Regions from separate parts of the Canis lupus genome. Here region 1 is linked to region 2. The links are chromatin contacts, called in public Hi-C maps. All regions are on one chromosome and are shown on one strand. The core of a region is the stretch at or near the end of the contact, and the rest is flanking DNA. Distances in the headings are between cores, read along the strand shown.

Region 1 (5,767 bases), core at 896-3,395, 170 kb after region 2:
GAGCCAGTCAGGCACTCCTTAGTGCTCTTTTGTTAAGATGCTAAGACAGTTCAGTCCATGGAGCTTGCCACTCTTGATCTTTGGGTTGTGGGTTCAAGGCCCACGTTGGATGTAGCAATTACTTAAAAATAAAATCTTTTGCAAATTGAACACCAGTAAAAAATAAATTTATTATTATTATTATTTTATTTTATTTTATTTTTTTGAGACAGACCGTGTTGACCGGCCAGACCGCAGGAGCTAAGATAAGGAATCCAGGTCCGAGCATCGTCCCTGCCCCTCCTGGGGCGAATTTGTCCACGAAGGCAGCCAGACCTGAGCCAGCCGCGCTGGAGGGGGGCCGGTCCATACCCCGAGGCAGTAAGAGCACTTGAAACCAGGGTGGCCCCGCAGAATAAATTTATTATTAAAAAAATAAAATGAAATGATTGTCATTAAAAAAATCTTTTTTTTTAAGATCTTATTTATTCATGAGAGACGCAGAGAGAGAGGCAGAGACACAGGCAGAGCCAAAACCAGGCTCCATGCAGAGAGTCCGATGTGGGACTCCATCCAGGTACTCCAGGATCACACCCTGAGCCGAAGGCAGAAGGGCTTAACCGCCAAGCCACCCAGGCGTCCCTTAAAAATGAAATCTTAAAAAAAATACTAAATAAGCTCAAATTCTACCCACCCCTTTGAATCACTCATCTCCCAAGTGTATGTGTGCTGGTCACTAATAAACTTGTCTTTCTTTTGTTATGGTCTCTTTTGTTAGTCTAATTATTGGGAGAACTTAACATGGATAGAGGGGAAAAAAGACCTTTTTTTCTTTATGGGATGAATGCCTGAGAAGGAAGCAGGGTCCTGGAAAGATATTTACAGAATTGGGTAGGCTACCTAAGAAGTCTGGGGAAAGGCTCTAAGGGAGCAGAGAGCATCAATGCTAGGGAATAAATTGATACAAAACTGGCTCCTATTTCTCAGGACAGGGTAATTTTAACTTTTGGGTTAGTATTTTTCATTTGCTGCCTGCCCCTTCTCCCCATTACACTTCATCAGTTTTTTTTTTTTTTTTAACCAATTTCTGACTTTACCGGGTTGTAAATATTCCAGCAAAGTTACATTTCCTGAAGGTGTCACATGAACATCAAGTGAGTTTATTAGGAAATCCTCCAGAATGAAACTAATTTCAAAAAGGTACACATCAAAAAAAAAAAAAAAAAGCCACACATCAGTTATCTTTTGGCTTTTTTTTCTTTTGGCTTATTTCCAAGTTTTGAATAAAAATTTATTATTTCATCTAATCTGCACAACAGCCCAATGCAAGTACCTTATTTTGGTAGTACAATTATTCCCATTTCTCAAATGCAAAAACCGAAGCACAGGTTAAGTAACTTGACCAACCAGCACTAAGTAATTAAATAACAGCGTTGAGCACTGGCTTTGCTGCCACCTCCGGTAGTAAGAGAAAGGACAGCCGCAGGAAATATGACACCCTCCAATACCCTGCAGGCGGTGGGCCACGCCAGTTATCTGTTTCGTAGCATTCATTCATTACTCCTATCTCTTCATGCTGCCTTTTAAGTCTAAATCCTCGTCTAAGGGGGTTCACAGGTGTGGTGGTTGGGGATTTAAGCTGGGCTCCACGCCCGTAACTGGTTGCGCGCTGTGCCGTCTTGAGCAGGTCATGGCGCTTCACCCGACTTCTGTTTCTTTTAAAGATTTTATTTATTTATTGATGAGAGACACAAAGAGAGGCAGAGACAGAGGCAGAAGCAGGTTCCACGCGGGGAGCCCGACGTGGGACTCGATCCCAGGTCTCCAGGATCACGCCCTGGGCCGAAGGCGGCACCAAACCGCTGAGCCACCCAGGGAAAGGACAGATTTTTGTGTTCCATTTTAGCAACCGCTCCTCTTCCTACGTAAGCCTCATTCTCCGCCTCCCCCCTTTCCCGCCCGCCCGCCCGCCCGCCGTTGTCATGGAAATCCGGGACGCCCCTGCCGGCCGACTCCCCTCCCGCGGGACCCCGGGCGGGGCACGTGACGGCGCACGCGCGTTCTCGCGGGCGGGGGCGCCGCGGTGCCTGCCGGGACGGAGCTCCTCGTAGCCTGATCAGGAAGTGGCGGGCGGAGTTCCCGGCCGAGTCGCGCCGCCTCAGCCGCCGCCGCCGCCGCCAGTGCCGAGACCCCGACCTGGCGGGGCTGCGCTGGGCGTGCGTGCGGGCAGGCGGGGGCGCTGCTGACGAGGAGCAGGGAGCGGCGGCCACGCGGGCGTGGGCGGCTGGTGGAGGTGGAGGCGCTGGGAGGCGGCGGCCGGTCGCGTGGGGCGGCCCTCCTCGCTCAGGTAGGGGCCGCGGCCGCCGGGTGTGGGGAGCGGAGCCCCGGCCTGTGGTTCCTCGGGAGCGCCTCCTCCTGCGGGGCGAGCCTGTCTTCCGTCGGTCTCTCGGGGACGCGGGGTCTGCGGTTCTCTGCGCGAAACGCCAAACAGTACCAACTTCTGGGGCGCATTGTCTTTTAGGCCGGAGGTCCACTGAGCAAACTTTTGGGTTGGAAAGGGGGAAATTCGCCGTCAGGATGCTGACTGCCTCTCTTCCTGGCCCCCGACCTCACAGGAGCCGTAACTGAGCGGGACGTGTGTGGAGTTGAGGGAACCACGGGGTCCAGCTAAAGGCGGTGATTTAGATGCACCTCCGAGGGCTCTTTTTTTTTTTTATTATTTTTTTTTAAGCCGCGTTTTGGAGACTCGGTTTGTACTGATTCCCGAACTTTAGTTATTATAGTCGATGTCTGCAAAGTCTTAAGACCTGCTCCAAATCCAAACACTGGGGTGTACCTTTTCGTCCATCTCCCCGGTCCTGAGATTTAGGAGGTAAGCGGTGTCGTTTCCTACCTTGCCGGCTGTTCCTGGCAATGTTCTTGGGCTTATGCAGAGAAGGAAGCAAAGGAGAAGTAGAAAGGTTGAAAAATAAAAGGCGAATGGTAGAGGGGGAAGAACGTGTGCTCTGGAGCTAGATTTTGATTTAATTTTTGGCTGCTCAGTGACCATGGAAGAACACGTGAACTCCCTGAGTTGTGATGATTTTTTTTTTTTTTTTTTTTTAAGTGGGAAATGGGCATAGGTCTCCTGCGTAGGTCAGTATATGTGAAACTGCAGATTTCTGAGTAGTCTGAAAAAAGAGGTGGAAAAGTTAAGCGGAGCATGCGATGGTGGGAGAGAGAGAGAGAGAGGGAGACCTTCAGCCTTCTGCTCCTGGGTGCCATTGAACGTTACCGGTATCGCACAGGTCGCCTTTGTTTTATTAGAGGCCTTGACCAGCATTTCAGGTCTGGAGTAAGGAAGCTTTTGATTGAGGAGGCCGAGTATTCGTGTCCTGACCTAGGTACTTAACAGCTGTGTGACCCTAAGGGTCCCTCCTCACTTCAGATTTCACGTATTAAAATAAGGAATAAAACTAATACCTATCATTTCAGAGAGTTGTGAGGCTCAAATGCTGTAAGCATTTAGGTTTTTGTAAATTGTAAGGCTTTTGTTTAAGCCTGTGTTAAAATCATGGTTAAAAGCCTGGTTTGATTACCTGTCTTAACACGATGACTTAAACAGCTACAGATGTTTCCTGTTTTAGGTGTGTTGCCCCCATTTAATCACTTGTGATTTCTACCCCCCCACACACTTACCCTCCCCCCACGTCTGCTATCTTTCCAATACCCTAGCATAATCCTCCTGTTATTTTTTCTTTTCAGATCCAACTCAGAATAGTAGCAGTGAGGTAACATTTGTATATAGCTTTATTACTCAGAAAATTGCTTTTCACAAATATTGTCTCATTTTAAAGTTGGGCTAGATGGAGATAGCATTGACAGTATCTTCATTTTGTTTATAATAAAATTGGATTTAGTGAGGTCTATGGATTGCCTAGGTCATGTTGCAGTTACAGATTAGTACTGAGGATTCCAGAAGTCAGGTCTTTGATAACAGTGCCAGTGGCTCTTACTCATTCAAGTTTACTCTGATTATTTTTTTTTTATCAGTGCTTATATTTTTGACTTTTAGCACTCTGAGTCATATTTTATTCATTTTTTAAAAGATTTTATTCATTTATTAATGAGAGACAGAGGGGGTGTGGGCAGAGACACAGGCAGAGGGAGAAGCAGGCTCCATGCAGGGAGCCCATGGGGGACTCGATCCCTGGTCTCCAGGATCACGCCCTGGGCTTGAAGGCTTCGCTAAACTGCTGAGCCACCCGGGCCGCCCTTATTCATTTCTTTTTTTTTTTTTTTTTTAAATTTTTTTTAGATTTTTATTTATTTATGATAGTCACACAGAGAGAGAGAGAGAGAGAGGCAGAGACACAGGCAGAGGGAGAAGCAGGCTCCATGCACCGGGAGCCCGACGTGGGATTCGATCCCGGGTGTCCAGGATCGCGCCCCGGGCCAAAGGCAGGCGCTAAACCGCTGCGCCACCCAGGGTTCCCTATTCATTTCTTTTTAAGCAAGATGCTCAGTTCTTTCAGATTTTTCAAATGTAAGCTGCTTGAAGGCAAGGGTTTATCTTCTCGAATTCTTCAAAACCTGGAGTACATGAACACAAGACAACTATACAAAGCTTAGAGTCACAAACACAAGACATTTAATAAAGATTTGTGAAACCTGTAACAAGGCTAAAGCCACTTAAAGATGTTTTTGTGTTCGTTATTCATTTAACAAATATTGAGCTATTCTCTGCATGAAGGCTTTCAAAGTTCAGATAGGGGCCCCCCGGGTGGCTCAGTTGGTTAAGTGTCTGACTTGAGCTCAGCTCTGGTCTTGATCTCAGGGTGGGTGAGTTCAAACCCCATGTTGGGCTCCACACAGTGCAGGGAACCTACTTAGAAGCAAAACAAAACAAGAGCAAAGATAGGATCTTTTTCCTCCCAGACCTTCCTTCCCTGCTTGTGAAGAATGCAAAAATCATTTACATGGTCAGCTTGTTGTGCTTCCTAGACTTTCCACATATTCTGGGAGAGTTCAAACAAGAGGGGAACTTTTTTCTTTTTTGGAGTGTATTTTACACACAATTTTACATTAGTTTCAAGTATACAAAATAGTGATTTTACAACTCTATACCTTATGCTATGCTTATCAGAAGTATAGCTACCATTTGTCACTGTACAATGCTATTATGATACCATTGACTTTATTTTATTCCCTGTGCTAAATCTTTAATCCCCATGACTTATTCATTCCATAACTGGAGGCCTGTATATCCCACTCCCTTTCATCCATTTTGCCCATCCCCATGTCCCCTATATTCCCCTCATCCACCTCCTCTCTGGCAACCATTAGTTTATTCTGTGCTTACTGGTATGAAGAGAGGAATTTAAAAAAAAAATTTAATTCCAGTGTAGTTAATGTACAGTGTTGTATTAGTTTCAGGTGTGTAATACAGTGGTTCACCAATTCGATACTCCTTGCTCATCAAGATAAGTGTACTCTTAATCCCCATTACCTATTTCACCCATCTCTCTCACCTCTCCCCTGGTAACCATCAGTTCTCTATAGCTAAGGGTCTGTTTTTGCTTTGTTTTGTTTCTTAAATTCCACATATGAATGAAATTATATGGTATTTGTCTTTCTCTGATTTATTTCGCTTAACATTATACTCTCCAGATCCATCCATATTGTTGCAAATGGCAAGATAGCATTCTTTTTATGGCTGAATCATTCTGTTGTGTATATATTCCACATCTTCTCTATCCATTCCTTTATCGGTGGATACTTGGGCTGCTTCCATAATTTGACTCTTGTA
Region 2 (5,575 bases), core at 2,937-5,436:
AAAATTTTTTAAAGCTGATTTATTTATTTTTATTTTTTTATTTTTTATTTATTTATTTATTTATGATAGTCACAGAGAGAGAGAGAGAGAGGCAGAGTCATAGGCAGAGGGAGAAGCAGGCTCCATGCACCGGGAGCCCGACGTGGGATTCGATCCCGGGTCTCCAGGATCGCGCCCTGGGCCAAAGGCAGGCGCCAAACCGCTGCGCCACCCAGGGATCCCTCAGAAAGAAAATTAAATCAGTAAGGATGGAAGTAACTTAAACTATACACACACACATACATCACATGACCACTCTTAGGCATTTTTTTTTTAAGTAGGGCATTTTTTTTCTTTTATTCCAAACAGAATTGTACAGTGGATACTAGCTAGGCTTCCAGCAATCTCTGCTATACAGTGTTGACTAGAATGAAAATTATGGTATCAAAATTGTGATGTGTAAACAGGAAGATACAAGTAAAACGCATAGCATCTAGGAAGGACTCAAAAAAAAAAAAAAAAAAGCTAAACTTTTCAGAAGCACCATTTTCACAAATTCATTTCCCTACTCCAACTCTAAGAACATTCTCAACGTTAATTCTGAACACATTTGCTTCTACTTTGAGGACCTCTCTCCCCAACCACTATCAATAGCTATTCAGGAGAGACAGAGAGGCAGAGACATAGGCAGAGGGAGAAGCAGGCTCCTCGCAGGGAGCCTGATAGGGGACTCCATCCCTGGACCCTGAGATCACGCCCTGAGGCAAAGGCTCAGCTGATGGGCCACCCAGGCATCCGAATATTTATATATTTTAAAAGAACCCAGTCAGTTGTGTAAGAACAAAATCTAGCATATAATTTTAAGGCAAAGGATCTGCTGAAATCAATGATTTTAAAAGTATTTGACCAAAAGGAAAGAGGTAAACAAATACAAATGAGAACACTTCTGGTAAACAAAAAAAATTAGAAGTGGCTTGCAAAAAAAAAAAAAAAGAAGTGGCTTGCAAACCTAAGATTAAATGCAGTTTTATATGGTAAGTGATGAGTAAGGATCAGAGATTGATGATTATGTTCCACAAGATGAAACACACAACATGTATATACATACATGCATGGTAGAAGAAAAGAGAAAGAAAGTTGTTTAAGGATTATAGTTTGGGGGGATCCCTAGGTGGCACAGCGGTTTAGCGCCTGCCTTTGGCCCAGGGCGCGATCCTGGAGACCCAGGATCGAATCCCACGTCGGGCTCCCTGCATGGAGCCTGCTTCTCCCTCTGCCTGTGTCTCTGCCTCTCTCTCTCTCTCTCTCTCTCTTTCTGTGACTATCATGAATAAATAAAAATTTTAAAAAAGAATTATAGTTTGGGGGGGGGGCAGGTGGTTCAGCAGTTTAGCGCTGCCCTCAGCCCAGGGTGTGATCCTGGAGACCCAGGATCGAGTCCCACGTCGCCTGCTGCTCCCTTTGCCTGTGTCTCTGCCTCTCTCTCTCTCTCTCTCTGTGTGTCTCTCATGAATAAATAAATAAAACCTTTAAAAAAAAGAATTAGTTTTTTTAAGTAAGATGCCTTTACAACCAAAATACCAAAAACTGATAATGCAATCACCAAGTCCCTTTTTTAAAAGATTGATGGACTGATTTATGATAGACAGAGAGAGAGGCAGAGACACAGGAGGAGGGGGAAGCAGTCTCCATGCCCGGAGCCCAATGTTGGACTCGATCCCGGGACTCCATCCCAGGACTCCAGGATCCGCCCTGGGCCAAAGGCAGGAGCTAAACCGCTGAGCCACCCAGGGATCCCGACCAAGTCCCTTGACTGCTCAGCCAACCTCAGCTTTCCCTACTCTGATCGGACTGCAGAGGTCAGAGAACATAATGCAAAATAAAAGTAGAAATCAGGCTGACTTGGGTGTTCATTCCTACTCCATCAGTTCCTATCTGTGTGACTAGATATGTTTTTGACCCCCTAGGTGTCTGTTTCTTCACCTGTAAAATAGAGGATGATAGTAATACCTGTGTCATTATTGAAGGATTATTGAAGGATTAAACAGGAAGATACAAGTAAAACGCATAGCATCTAGGAAAAAAAAAGCTAAACTTTTCAGAAGCACCATTTTCACAAATTCATTTCCCTACTCCAACTCTAAGAACATTCTCAACGTTAATTCTGAACACATTTGCTTCTACTTTGAGGACCTCTCTCCCCAACCAGTATCCATAGCTCCCATTTCTCCTCTGGCTTTTTGTTGTTGTTTTGTTTGTTTTGTTTTGTTTTACTGTTCTCAATTCTCTAGGAACTTCAGAAATACCATCCTCATTTGAGTTCTGAGCTCTCCAGGCTTGGCTAGAATTCAGCCTCCTTTAAACCTCTAATGTCCACAGAGACTACAACATCTATTGCAGTTAAACAGGTGCCAGGCTCTTCAGTATTGTTTCATCACCTTTTCATGTTTTGTGCTTCTCTTCCAGCCTTATTTTGCACCATATGACCTATTTCTATTGATTAAAGTAGCTTTCCAGACCATAATATTTCACACGTGTTCTCTACCAAAAAAAAAAAAAAAAATCCTTGCAACTTCTTTCCTCTTCTTCAGACAAATTCAAAGTTTTGCCTGGGAAGAAGGTTCAAAATTCAATTCCAATGCCACCGTCCTAAAGCTTTCTGTAACTGCTGCCCAGGAGGGATAAGGCATGTTGCTCCCCTACTGTACTATTGGATAGGCACTTGTAAAATGTTTCTTCACAACCTGAAAAGGTAGGCCTTTCTGAGCCCTTTTAATAGATGAGGAATCTGAAGTTGGGAGAGATTTGGTGATTACCCAAGGACACTGCTATGAAGTTGGCAAAGCCAAGATCCCAGCGCTCGCCTCCTGACAGAGGATGTTGCTCTCGCCTGGGTTAGTGGCAGTATGTGTCTTCTGTAGAGTCCGTATGGCTGCTTAGCACCTGCTCTACAAGGGATGTGGCACTTAGCAGGTGCTCAGTAAGTATTTGTTGAATGTCCAAATCATTAGAACTCAGTAAACACTGCAGAAAATGCAGTGAAGAACGCTGGAGCTGGAAGGGACACAGACTGTTATCACGGAAAAATCATGAAAGGGAGGCTTGGAGAGCCGCCTGGGTGGCTCAGTCGGTTAAGCGGGGGACTTGGGCTGGGGTCGTGATCTCGGGGTCCTGGGATACGGCTGGGGTCAGGCTCCCCCCACTCCCTCCCTTCCCCCCAGAGGGGGCATCTGCTTGTCCCTCGCCCTCTGCCCCACCCTCCCCTCGCGCTGGCAAGCCGGGGGGGTGGACCTAAAAAAAAAAAAAGAAAAAGAGGCTTTAAGATGTTAGGGTCCACGGCTAGTTGGCGGCAGGGTTAAGGCTAGAAAGAATCCATTTATAGACCCAATAAACACTGAATGCTTGGGATCCCTGGGTGGCGCAGCGGTTTGGCGCCTGCCTTTGGCCCAGGGCGCGATCCTGGAGACCCGGGATCGAATCCCACGTCGGGCTCCCGGTGCATGGAGCCTGCTTCTCCCTCTGCTTGTATCTCTGCCTCTCTCTCTCTTTCTCTCTCTCTGTGACTATCATAAATAAAAATTAAAAAAAAAAACAAAAAACACTGAATGCTTGCTCTGGGAGAGTGCCTGACTCTGGGGGGACAGCGCTGCAGGGGAAAGGCCCAGGTTTCCCAGCTCCTCCCCAGAGTGCGGAAACAGCACTGCAAGAGGCTAAGGTGGGCCTACGTCCCCAGAGAAAAGGATGTGAAGAAAAGGCTTTCACCCAAGTGGGAAAGGAAGAGAGAGGAGGGAGGAGGGAGGGACAGGAGCCCGCCTCGGCGCCATCCCCGGGCCGCTTGTCCGCCGAGCCGCACGGGGGCGCTGCAGCCTTCTTGCGTCCCGAGCCCCGGCGGGCGCCGCCGGCTCCCCGCTCCCGGCGGAAATGCCCGGGCGCTGACGGAAACCCGGAGGGAGGGCAGCGAGGGAGCGAGGGAAGGGGCGAGAGAGCCGGGAGAGGCCGGCGGCGGCGGCGGCGGCGGCTCGGGGTGAGCGTCCGGCGGGTGGTTCGCCGAAGGCCCGCGCCGCGCTCCCGCCCACCTCCCCGCGCCCTTCGCCGGCTGCGGGGCGGGCGAGGGACCCCGCAGGCCGCGCGCCGGGAGCCGCCCGCTGGCCTTGGGCGGGGCGAGGGGCCCGCAGCCGCGCCGCCCCGCTCCCTCCTCTGCCGCTGGGAGCCGCTGGCGGCGGGAGAGGGGAGCGGCGCGCGGGGCGCGGGAGGGCAGGGGCGGGGTGGGGGGAGGGAGGCAGCGGGCCGCCATGGACGACAAGGCGTTCACCAAGGAGCTGGACCAGTGGGTCGAGCAGCTCAACGAGTGTAAGCAGCTGAACGAGAACCAGGTGCGGACGCTGTGCGAGAAGGTAAGCGAAGCGGCCTGCGGGGGCGGGCGGCCGGCCGGAGCGGGGCGGGGCGGGCGGGCGGGGCGGGGCGGGCCGCTGCTCCCCGGCCCCCGCCCTCCGGAAGCCCCTGCGCCGGCCCGGGGAGCCCACGCCCCGCTTGGGTCGGGGTCCCCGGCGCCCCGCTGGGGATTCCTGACCCTAACGTCTCACGTGCGCGCCAGCGGCGGGGTAATCCAGCGCGAGCTTTTGCTGGAAAATGCACCGAAAGTGAACCTGGATGGTCTTAATTATTAACCGAGCTTGTTAAGAGACGTAGGGCTTTTCTCGGGTGAATGGGGGGGGGGGGGCTGGGGGGCTCCAAAAATCAGCAGCTTGCAATGTGCCAGCCCGTTTGTCTCTGGAGGGGTGGGCGTAGTGGCCGACGGATGGGTAAACCGAGGCTGACTTCGATCTCAGCACGCGGCGACTGGTCTTCGCACGGATTCTTGATTGTCCGAAACCAGGCGGTCTGTCTTTTAAATTGGACCACAGGGGCACCTGGGTGGCCCAGTGATCGAGCGTCCGCCTTTAGCCCAGGTCGTGCCCCCGGGGTCCTGGGATCGAGTCCCACGTCGGGCTCCTCCTCGCAGGGAGCCTGCTTCTGCCTCTGCCTGTGTCTCTGCCTCTCACGAATAGATAAATAAAAAGCTTTAAAAAAAAAAAATAGTTTGGCCACAGTGATAACTTGAAATGATAGATGGGCTACGTGTCTTTGATTCAGGGCAGCCCTTTTCAAAAGTTATTTCCGTTTCTGTTATATGTAAAGTGTTTGGGGTTCTTTCTTTTCTTTTTCTTTTTCTTTTTCTTTCTCTTTTTCTTTTTTTTCTTTTTCTTTTTTTTCTTTTTCTTTTTCTTTTCTTTTTTCTCTTGTCCCAGGGTAATAAAATCTGCAAGTGATAAACTGCTCACAGTCGTCCTTGACTGGGTGATCTTGGACAACTTTCTTGAATTCTGTGTCCATTGTTTTCTTAACCGCTGGAGTTGTTTCACACTCTTCATCTTACCGGATAAGTCTTGGAATTTTTCTCGTTCGGTTTTTATGATTGGACTAGATAACTTTCACACATTTTTATGGAAAAAAAAGTCTGTATGAAAGAGTAACCAAGTTCTTTTTCTTTTTTTAAGATTTTATTTATTTATTCGTGAGAAGACAGGCCGAGGGAGAAACAGGCTCCATGTAGGGA

Evidence for each region. A called contact is a pair of places that touch in the nucleus more often than the background predicts.
Region 1: a contact with region 2 is called in a Hi-C map of blood, with 2.7 times the contacts expected there. The contact joins the promoter of GTF2E2 here to the promoter of PPP2CB in region 2. A contact is called at or near these places in 3 of 9 Hi-C or Micro-C datasets (amygdala, blood and skin fibroblasts).

What each region holds. Positions count from the first base shown.
Region 1 is chr16:34,514,163-34,519,929 of UU_Cfam_GSD_1.0, forward strand. It overlaps GTF2E2 (transcription initiation factor IIE subunit beta), which reads left to right and starts at 2,146. Exons shown (of 8, transcript XM_038560179.1): 1 at 2,146-2,326. It overlaps LOC119869501 (a long non-coding RNA gene), which reads left to right. Exons shown (of 3, transcript XR_005371526.1): 3 at 213-487.
Region 2 is chr16:34,346,333-34,351,907 of UU_Cfam_GSD_1.0, forward strand. PPP2CB (serine/threonine-protein phosphatase 2A catalytic subunit beta isoform) reads left to right here and starts at 4,187. Exons shown (of 7, transcript XM_038560171.1): 1 at 4,187-4,373. The coding sequence starts at 4,272.